2 separate regions of the Pan troglodytes genome follow, and region 1 is linked to region 2. The links are chromatin contacts, called in public Hi-C maps. All regions are on one chromosome and are shown on one strand. The core of a region is the stretch at or near the end of the contact, and the rest is flanking DNA. Distances in the headings are between cores, read along the strand shown.

What was found. Hi-C and Micro-C count contacts between places; a contact is called where the count stands out from the background.
Region 1: a contact with region 2 is called in a Hi-C map of stem cell-derived neural progenitor cells, with 2.4 times the contacts expected there. The contact joins two enhancer-like sites. A contact is called at or near these places in 2 of 7 Hi-C or Micro-C datasets (induced pluripotent stem cells and stem cell-derived neural progenitor cells).

The regions. Positions count from the first base shown.
Region 1 is chr2:117,672,308-117,677,723 of NHGRI_mPanTro3-v2.0_pri, forward strand. The region is part of intron 10 of ZBTB20 (zinc finger and BTB domain containing 20); the gene reads right to left. Among named protein-coding and RNA genes, the nearest start is that of MIR568, 40 kb to the left of the region's middle. Within about 2 kb of position 2,079, at least 6 of the 24 cell types and tissues checked have an H3K27ac peak or open chromatin away from gene starts, as enhancers often do. A contact at or near this core is called in induced pluripotent stem cells and stem cell-derived neural progenitor cells, where this site is marked.
Region 2 is chr2:117,476,023-117,480,783 of NHGRI_mPanTro3-v2.0_pri, forward strand. All of the region lies in intron 2 of DRD3 (dopamine receptor D3), which reads right to left. Among named protein-coding and RNA genes, the nearest start is that of DRD3, 19 kb to the right of the region's middle. Within about 2 kb of position 2,514, at least 14 of the 24 cell types and tissues checked have an H3K27ac peak or open chromatin away from gene starts, as enhancers often do. A contact at or near this core is called in induced pluripotent stem cells and stem cell-derived neural progenitor cells, where this site is marked.

The DNA.
Region 1 (5,416 bases), core at 829-3,328, 200 kb after region 2:
ACTCATTTTTTTAGATGTCACAGTGCAAGAAGTAAGACAACTAACTGGCACTATGGTTTAGGATTTTCTATATACAATTTTACTATAACCAAGGTCTCTTTCATTTAAGTAAAACAATAAGCAGTAAAACTGGTTGTGTCTGTGATCATCTCTGTGTAGGATGGATTTATTACAACATTTTTTTCTACACAAGTGAAAACACTCTTTAAACATACATTTGCTCATAACATTAGTTACAACAATAACACTAGAGATGTCATATATGACAGTTTTCTTTCAGATAATTCTGGGAAGTAGCCCTATCACAATTATCACAATAATTAGTATCCATGTAGTGTTTGACAGTGTATACAACTTTTTTACATGTAACATCTCATTTATTCCTTACAACAATCCTATGTGTGTTCTGAACAGGGTTTTTGTTTTTTGTTTTTTTTGACAGAGTCTTGCTCTGTTGCCCAGGCTGGAGTGCAGTGGCACAATCTCAGCTCACTGCAACCTTCAACTCCTGGGTTTAAGCGATTCTTGTGCCTCAGCCTCTCGAGTAGCTGGGATTACAGGCATGCGCCACCACACCTGGCTAATTTTTGTATTTTTAGTAGATGAGTTTTCACCGTGTTGGCCAGGCTGGTCTCAAACTCCTGACCTCAGGTGATCTGCCCGCCTCGGCCTCCCAAAGTGCTGGGATTACAGGCATGAGCCACTGTGCCCAGCCCTTCAGGACAAGTCTTATTATTGCTATTTCATATAAGAGAAAGTTGAGGCTCTCAAAATGTCTAAATGACTTGCCCAAAGTTTTGCACAGTAGCACATGGCAGTGTTGGGATTAGAAACTATGCCTCTTAAAGCTTTTTCCACTGCATAACAGTGGATCACTGAGGAATGAAACTTGAAGTGCCCAAAGATCGAGAGTTATCTTAATTCTCAGCAGAGAAAAAAGAAAGACACTGAAAGTAATGATGAAGGTTGCTTTAGAGATAAGAAATGAACACAGATAATCACACACACACACACAATTTCATGAGAAAAATCCAAACTGTTTGACCAGATTGGATTGCAAATTTTGTTCATCTAAACAATCAAGTTATCTACTAAATAGTCTGAGTTAAGACTCTTGCGATAATATTGCCACCAACTTCATTAAAAACCACAGAGACAAACCTAAACCTGCACACGTACACAACCTGATCTGACATGCCTGGTTGAATTTTATAGACACAATTCTTAAATATCTCCCTGAGTACACTGGCCCCACACTGCAGTGAACAGCCATGAAAAGCTGAATCGTTTTTGCTGATATGAGTACAGATGCGAAGGGGGACCCTGCCTCCCCATTCAAGCATGCCTCATTCCTCCAGCACACAATGCTGAGGCAATTCCTTTCCCAGGCTTTCTTTTATTTTTAACACTAATACAGTGGGAAAAAGTTTCTGCCACAGCAAGGCAAAGTCCAGGCTTTTGTGAGCATGTCCTTTTCATCCAATGGGCATTAATGTATAGATTCCAATGGAATAAATCTGAAATACTCTACTGTAGAAGATTTGTCCCCCATTGAAAACAAATCTTGATTAGATGGTTATTCAGGGAGTGTATAGGAAGGAATGGTGTGAAAATGCTAACTCTATTCTTTCTTAGATTGGCACTGAATAGGCATTTGGGCTATTCAAGAAAAAAAAAAAAAAACACACACACACACACACCCAAACCCCAACCCTATCAACTGTACAAAACCACAAAACTTTACATAGATTATGTGATCATGTGTATTTGGGGATTCTTCCCCACCCAAAATAAAAAATGCACAGTGTTATGAACACAAAACTGATGGCAAAATGAAATAGTGATAAAAATAGTTCTCTGTGTTTTAAAATAATAACTTACCTCCTTTTTACTAGAGTAAAAATATAGAGTCAGCTTGTGATGGCATTCCCTCGAAACATGGAAGGAATTGCAGTAATGAAAGTCATCATGTATTCTAAGAGACTGTTCTGCGAGAGCACAACACAGACGGGGCTAAAGCAGGGGTGAGTACCGAAGGGAAAATCTGCCTGTGGGGAATTGGGGATAGAGGGCCTGACTCTCTGTTTTGCAGGAACGTTGCTCCTGCCTGTCCCTTAAGCTGCAGGGGTTCAGGGATAGGACTTAGCATGAGAATAAAAAGCTGCCTGCTCACAAGAGAAAATGAGCAAGAAAGGAAACAGCAGGCAATACAATCTCTTTTAATTAGGTGTGAAATCCAGTTCTTTCTCAATCAGGAGAGCAAAAGGATATATAAAATGAGACTAGTGCAAGGGTAAGATGCTACAGAGGGGGATGGGGATTTGAAGTCTCTGGACTTGGAAGGAAACATCAGCTCTCAAATGAAAACCAATATAAATTTTGGTCCAGTTAATAAGCCTAAGTCAAGTGGCAGGGCCAGAAAGCCCTTGAGCTTTCAATTTGGGGCACCAGATGAGGTTAGTGGGTCTGCACATGAAACAGGGTGCAGCTTGCCAAGTTAGTCACACTAGGAAAGAGCCAGTCATCTCTGGAGAAAGGGGGGATGTATTTTGGTGACTGAGCCCCCTTATTCTCCAAACCCCCTGCCTGGGGTAAGACTTCAGTTACATGTACTTTACCTCCTCATATATGCCAAGGGAGTCCTGCTGAATCCCTGCACTATAGGAGGTATAGTAGTTTATTGCTAACAGGTTCCATCCACAGCAAATGACTCTGCACCACCCCACTCTCTCTTTCTATCTCATTAGTATCATCACAGTCTTGGGAGGTGGCTGGGAGCACTGGAGAAATCACACATGCAAGTGGAAGGCAGCAAGCAGACAAGATCTCTTTCTCCTATCTTGGCTCTATATACCTAGCATATCCCAGCTGCTATTACCTCTGTAGTGAGACTAGGGAGGGTCATCAGCCTATGGGAGGGCGAGCTGTACAGTTTTACTTACCCATTCTTGGGTGAAAACGGGGGTGTTTTGGGCCATCTCCCAATAAAGGTTCTCCTCTATCTTCCAGATTGTCTAAGCCCAGTGTGGAGGAACCATCAAGGATTTCAGCACGTTTTTTTAGCCATTGGTAACAGAATTCTTCACATAAAACATATATCAATTGTTGAAATTTGCAGAAATTTGACTTTGAACTTGCAGAAATTTGACTTTCAAACATGTATGCAGGAATGGCTACCTATGAAAGTTGGGGACTAGCTGGATGTGCTTTTTTAGTCACTACTTATTATTTTATCTAGACAAAGATTAAAAATTACTAACTTGTTTACAGTATTTACAACACCATTCTATTTATGATCCCAATACTGTAATTGGGTATGCCTTTAATATTACCTGAATTTTTATTCATTCATAGAACATTTCTAGAGAATACTTAAAAGTATTTAAAGGTCCTTGGTTTTATGTTTGGGTTTTGGGGGGTATGTATAGTTTTTATAAATGGACATGTTTATACTTTTATAGGAATAAGGTCAGTGGCTTTCATCAAAATCTCAAAGGGGTCTGTGTTTTCCCCAAATGAAGAGCTGTGGATTGAGATTCAGGCATCCCTCTTTAAAATACTTGTAACTACTTTCCATAATCAAAGCTTCTAAAACTGATGCAAACTTTGTGATTGCATTACTCTGATGCATAAGGTCTGTTGAACTGATATTTTCCATTTACTTAAGTTGAGCTGATACTATTTTGTATGAGAAAGCAAACAATCTTGGCCAAAATGAGAAAAGTTACTTTTCAGAAGAGAAATATTTTTTAAAAAGATTGAAAGGGAAGAGAGAAATGTAGGTAACTACTAATATTAGCAGAAATCTGGATTATGACAGACATATAGTTTACAACTGTTGAAGCTAACTATTATTTAGCAAACTTTGTTTTACTCAGAGTAAGTCCCTTTTGACAGTTAAGACAAATCCATAGAAGAATTAGAAAACACCCTTCAACATCTTTTGACTGTTAAAAATTAGATATTGTGGTATAATTTGAATAAAAAATAAATATAAACTCAATATACACGTCTAATCAGCCAAAAAAATAGTTTACTTGCAAGATCTATCGCACTTGTAATGGGGAGACTGCCTTTCTTTCTATTTTCCTCCTTCCCTTTCTTCCTTTTTGCTGTCATACCACGAAGTTTTACTAAGTTTGAAGTATGGGGAACAAAGAGGCAAAATTGAGAAATAGAAAAACATTTGCTCTGTGATTTTCAGGCCCATCCCCAAATCTTGACTTATCTTCCATTCCTGACTTCTTTTTCCTCTCTTCGCTCCACCAAAAAATAAGAGCTTTGTACTTTATCTAAGGCTGAGAATAGATTTACAGTACTAGTGGGATTTTACAGGTCCAAAGGAGAAAGTAATGCCAGAAAAGTCTTTTTACTTGGCCTTAGAGGTCTCACAGTTTCCCTTGGTTAGCCCAGGCCTTTGGCTTGCCTGATTTTATGTTAAGTCTGCTGTTATCTCTAAGAAAGGATGAGGGCATGCCTGTCCATATTGTAAAACTGTAAATACAACTGACTTATGAATGAAGCTGCTTTGGGGGTCACTTGAATTTTCACCAATTCATTAGTGAAACATTTACTGAGAATACCCCAGTATAAATGGAACCATAAGGATACAAAGGATCTTAAATCTAAATCAATAGAAGAAATTTATCCATAAGGATCTTTGATATTGGAAACATATATTAATCAATCAACTTCTCCCAGACCTCAGTGCTCAGGAAAAGCTGTGTTTTGCTTTTCTTTGTGGAGCCTGTGAATATAATAACTGATCATGTTTCCCTCTTGGCTCTGTTCACTAGGGAGCTCAGAATAAAAATTTAGGTCCCCTTTTAGCAACTATGTAGGACCTCATGGTATGCTTTTCTATGTAAAATTTTCACCAGCCTCATTATATTATCCATTCTTTATTTTACCTCTACTCTGATTTCTTTTTTTTTTGTAGTTATATAGAAATACATTTCCTACATATTTATTAACAATTGAATATTAATTTAAGCTACCTCAAATCCCTTACTTATGAGGTGAGGGCATAATCAATCAATCAACAAGTAATTGAGCATCCACTTTATGAAACCAATTCCAACCATAAGTTAAAACTTCAGTCTTGAGTATTATCACACTATATGCTTTATGAATTTTTTATACTTTGAGCATCTGATTCCAATGAGGTAAACTGTTGAAATTTACTTTACAGTACAGTTTGTGAAAATTAAGTTTTACTCTGTGAATAAAGAATGGGATAGATAATTCCAGACGACATTCTGAAAGACACTTACGCCGTCATTCCAAAGTTGAAATGAAATGAGGGGGAGACGACCTGCTGGGACTAAGGAAAAAAGTCAATGAAATCTGAGGTTGATGCCTTTAAATCCTCTTATATTGTAAACCTTTTGAGACACCTTTTAGGAGTTTCATTTTT
Region 2 (4,761 bases), core at 1,264-3,763:
AGGTCCTTGTACAAAGAAAGTAATAAGAAACTGTTAACTGTCTGCCTCATGGGTCACGAAGGCCTCCTTTCCTGTAAGAGGGGAAGGCTTCCTTCCCTTCTAATCCTGGCCAGGCTCAGGGATCTAAGGTATAAGCTGGATCTACCTATGGCTCAACATTTTTTGTCTTGTCTGTTTCCAAGGAACCTGGAGCCTCCTTAACCCTTGTTGTGCACCTCAAGGCCTGGGATTAAGGAAAGGAAGGACAGATGCTGGGCTCGAAGGGATTGGGCAAGGCTTCCTGAGGCTCCTCCTGTGTGTTTCCCCTGCTCCTATGCGCCAGCACTGCCCGAATCTGCCTCTTGTGCATCTTGTTGTAGAGTAGTAACATTTGCATTCCCAAAAGGGCAGATTACAGTTAGCTGTGAGTTCTGAGATGAAGGTAAACGGTGCAGGACTTGGCCTTGACACCATGCTGTATGACAAAGGTGGCTTCTTTCTCAAAAGGGAAAAATTTGATAAGGTCAAATTAAGATCCTGCTACCCACTTCTTGGGAGGCTACAACAACCTAGTTCCCTTCATCTGATGCAAGTCCTCTCTTAAATCCCCTCCTTGGTTTATACAAGAGCAGGTCAAGTAGCAGCTGGTGTTTCTCTAGGCCTCTGACTCTCCTCAGAGCTTTAGACTCTGCCGGGGGCTTCCAGTACAATATGTCTACAAGGGCCTCGCTGTTAGTGGTAACTATGAGACACCTTGGAGGAGGGGCTGAGCCTTGAGTCCTGCTGCTGCTATGACTGAACAGCAAGGGGAAGGAATGCTGTAACTCACTTTCTCCAGGCCTTCCACTTGCATAATGTCCTCTGATGTAAAAGAGCCTGACCCGGCCGGGCGCGGTGGCTCACGCCTGTAATCCCAGCACTTTGGGAGGCCGAGGCGGGCGGATCACGAGGTCAGGAGATCGAGACCATCCTGGCTAACACGGTGAAACCCCGTCTCTACTAAAAATACAAAAAATTAGCCGGGCGTGGTAGCGGGCGCCTGTAGTCCCAGCTACTCGGGAGGCTGAGGCAGGAGAATGGCGTGAACCCGGGAGGCGGAGCTTGCAGTGAGCCGAGATCGCGCCACTGCACTCCAGCCTGGGCGACAGAGCGAGACTCCGTCTCAAAAAAAAAAAAAAAAAAAAAGAGCCTGACCCTTCTGTGTATTCAGTGGTGTGCTGGTAAATGACTAACAACAGGCTCTGTAGTTTACAAAAAGCCCTAATTTGTATTATTTGCCAATTTCTGTGGTGTCAATACTCCCACCATGGCCTATTTTAAGCTACCACCAAAGCTTTAATAACTGACACAAAAAGTTTCTAAAATTTTGCCAATCAGCTCTCGCTAGCCATGATAAGCTGGCTTCAGCAGACCACTGAGAGTTATATACTTTCCTAAATATGCTATAATGTTCAGCAACTCCCTGGAGGCTCCATTAATGAAGTGGGCCAGCAAGTGTAGGGAACCCTGGCTCTATCCATAAAGGAGGAAGCAGAGATGCAAGGATGTCAGTTATGAGCCCAAGGTTCTGCAGCAAATTGTGGCAGAGCCATGTCTCCCACCTCTGAGGTGTGTTTCTCCTGAGTGCCCTCCTCCCTCTCAAGGGCATCGACAGCTCTCTGAGTTCTTGTGGGGGACAAGGGCTTCCTCAGTGAAGTCAGCATGGCAAGGGTGGTTACCGCTTGCAGAGCACTGCGTGCGCCCACAACTGAGTTTCCTCAATTCGCTCGATTCCGTTAATTGCCTGGGGGTCCTGTTAAAATGCAGAATATCAGGCTTAGTTTCTGGAGATTTTGATTTAGTACTTCTGAAGTGGAACCCAGAAATGTGCATTTTTGTTTCTTCTTTTTTGAAATTATTTTATTTTTCGATAAGTTATTGGGGTACAGGTAGTATTTGGTTACATAAGTTCTTCATGGTGATTCGCGAGATCCTGGTGCACCCATCACCCAAGCAGTATACGCTGTACCATATTTGTGGTCTTTTATCCCTCACCCCACTCCCCATCATCTGATGCAAGTCCTCTCTCGAATCCCCCTCCTTGGGGATTCTTCCCCCAAGTCCCAAAAGTCCATTGTATCATTCTTATGCCTTTGCATCCTCATAGCTTAGCTCCCACATATCAGTGAGAACAGAAATGTGTATTTTTAACAAGCAAGTGCATCTTATGATTAGACAGGTTTTGAGAAAGTCTGCATTAGGGAAAACTTCTGTGACAAAGATTTTTGTTCACTTGGATAAGAAGTAAGAGACAAGACTACAATTTAACACTGTTACAGTAATTTTTTTCTTGCTCTTTTTTAAACATGATTAAACTGTTAGAATAAATGAGGCCCCCGCTTGTCATAAGCCGACTGCGACAGGGAGGCTGTACCGGAATTGGCCATCGGAGGGCACTATAATGCAGCAAGAACTCTGCCAGCACGGCTGGGGTGAGAAGTTCACTGCTCACCTGGGGGCTCTCCAGGCTCTGTGGGGAGGCAGAGAGGGAAAGCCCGGCGCCCTGCTTCCTGGAGCCCTGCAGGGACCCTGCATTCCCACTCAGGCCGACCGCTTAGCCTCTGACTTCCTCTCGGAGCGATTGCACGTGACCGACTGCAGGCGAGGGCCGCGCCAAAGCACCCGGAGGGCTGGGCTGGGCTTGGCCGGGAGAGAGAGGCTTGGCCCAGGGCCACCTCTGAACATCTGGCCGCTGCGCTCGCGGCGGTATTCCCGGGCCGGGACCTGCCAGCCTCGCACTGTGCGCGCCGCCCCTGCAGACCCTGAGCCAGGGACCCTCCCCTTGTGTCTGAGCTCTTAGCTCCCTGGGCCGTTTCTGGTGTGGATGACTCCGCTGACCCCAGCACTGGCAGTGTTCTTGGTGATTAAGTCCGCGGGCATGAGAAACGGACTGATCAGCTCTGAATCCCGGCTCTACCACTGAACTGTGTAGCCATGGGCCCGTGGTTTGTTTTTTCTAAGATCCAATTTTCTCATCTGTACAATGGGGATAATAATTTCTGCCCGAAAAGGCTGTAATGAATATTGAATGATATTTTCTCTGTAAACTTCTTTTTTAAGTCACAGTGCCTAGTGATTAATACTAAACATTCAAAAGACGGTATTATTATTGTTATTGTTGTCATAATTATTGTGCTAGCTCAAGGGATCAGTGATTGTTCATATCAGTGAGTTTATGGTTGTCTTCCCCTTCCTCCTGATATCAGGGAATATTAAATTTGTTTATTTATCCACCAAAAATGTACATGACACTTTCTATGTGACAGGCACTATTTGAAGTGCTTTACAAATATTAATTCATTTAATCCTCCTAACAACCCTTTGAGGTAGTTGTTATTATCTCCACTAAACAGATAAGGGAACTGAGGCTCTGACAGGTTAATTGACTTGCCCAAGGTCACATTGCTATTAAACTGTAGAGCCTGGATTTTTAGCCAGGCAGTGTGACTCTATAGCTAGGGAGCCCAGAGCCAGACTCGCACCTCAGCATCTCTGAGTAAGGGAGTGTGCTGTAATAGACAGAGGCTGCCTGAATCCTTACTCTTGCACCACCCAGTTGTGTGATCTCGGCAAGCTCACCTACCCATTCTAGTCTCAGCACCTTCATTTATATAGTGAGGGTAATACATCTCTCTCTCTGGGTTGTGAAGGTTAGCAATAATGAATGAAGAGCTCTTAGTGTCTGGCACGTAGTACATGCTAAATAAATGTTAACTATTTTTATTGTTGTTGCTTCCAGACTCATGTAAGTTAGCATTAGCATAGAGGTAGCCAGGGCATTGAAGACATAGGTGCCCCATCCTCACCTTCACCAATGAAGGTGTCACTTATTGTAATAGAGTGCTGGTGGAAAGTCAGGAGATTCCATTTCTAGTCCCACACCTGTGCTAAGAGGCTGCAGCACTTCATGCAAGCATTTAGCATTTCCGCTCAAATGAGATAACTGTGATGCCCCTTCTGACTTCCGGTTCTATGAGCAGGATGTTGCCCCTTCTGACTTCCGGTCCTATGAGCAGGATCTATATGGTTTGTCACTTACTGAAGGTCTCAGTACCTTGCAGAATTTGATTTCAATCTCAGAGCCCTGTCCCAGGGTGGGAGATGTGTGTGTGTGTGTGTGTGTGTGTGTGTGTGTGTACTGACAAGGGTTGCTCTTTAGGAAGCTAGCAGTCCAGGAGGAAAGAGGCCAGCCTGGGTGGGAAGGCCTGACTCTAACTCCCCGCCTGGGTTTAATGAGCCCCAGAGTTCTGTGAGGGCTGCTTTTCACCACCTTTTATTTGGTCAGACAGGGGGCTCAATAAATCTTTAGTTCTGTGGACTCCCCTCCTGGAGTTGTTGAAGGAGAAAGCTTTTTGCAAATGACTGGAAAGCCTTTTGCAAATATAAAGTGCTTATTTAGATGCAAACTAAAAATCCAAGGTGCCTGTGACTCATCTGGTACCTATTGTGCTCGCTGCAAAGACGCGGAGGCTTGCCTGTGTGATGGGTGCCATTTGAGAGCCACTTAAAGAACTCCCTGGTGAATGAATTTGGCTGCATTATTCCTGGGCTCCTCTCGGAGGACTCTAATTCTCACCACTTGGTCGTGTCCTCCTCTTCTGACACATTCTCAGCCCTCTCCCTGAGTTAGTTTGGACCCAGGACGTGATGGGAGGAGGGCTGGCTCCCTGGGGAGGCAAGGAGCTAAAGGAGTGGGGGCTTGTGCTCAGAGGACTTCCCACTCTGCTTTTTAAAAAAGAAAAG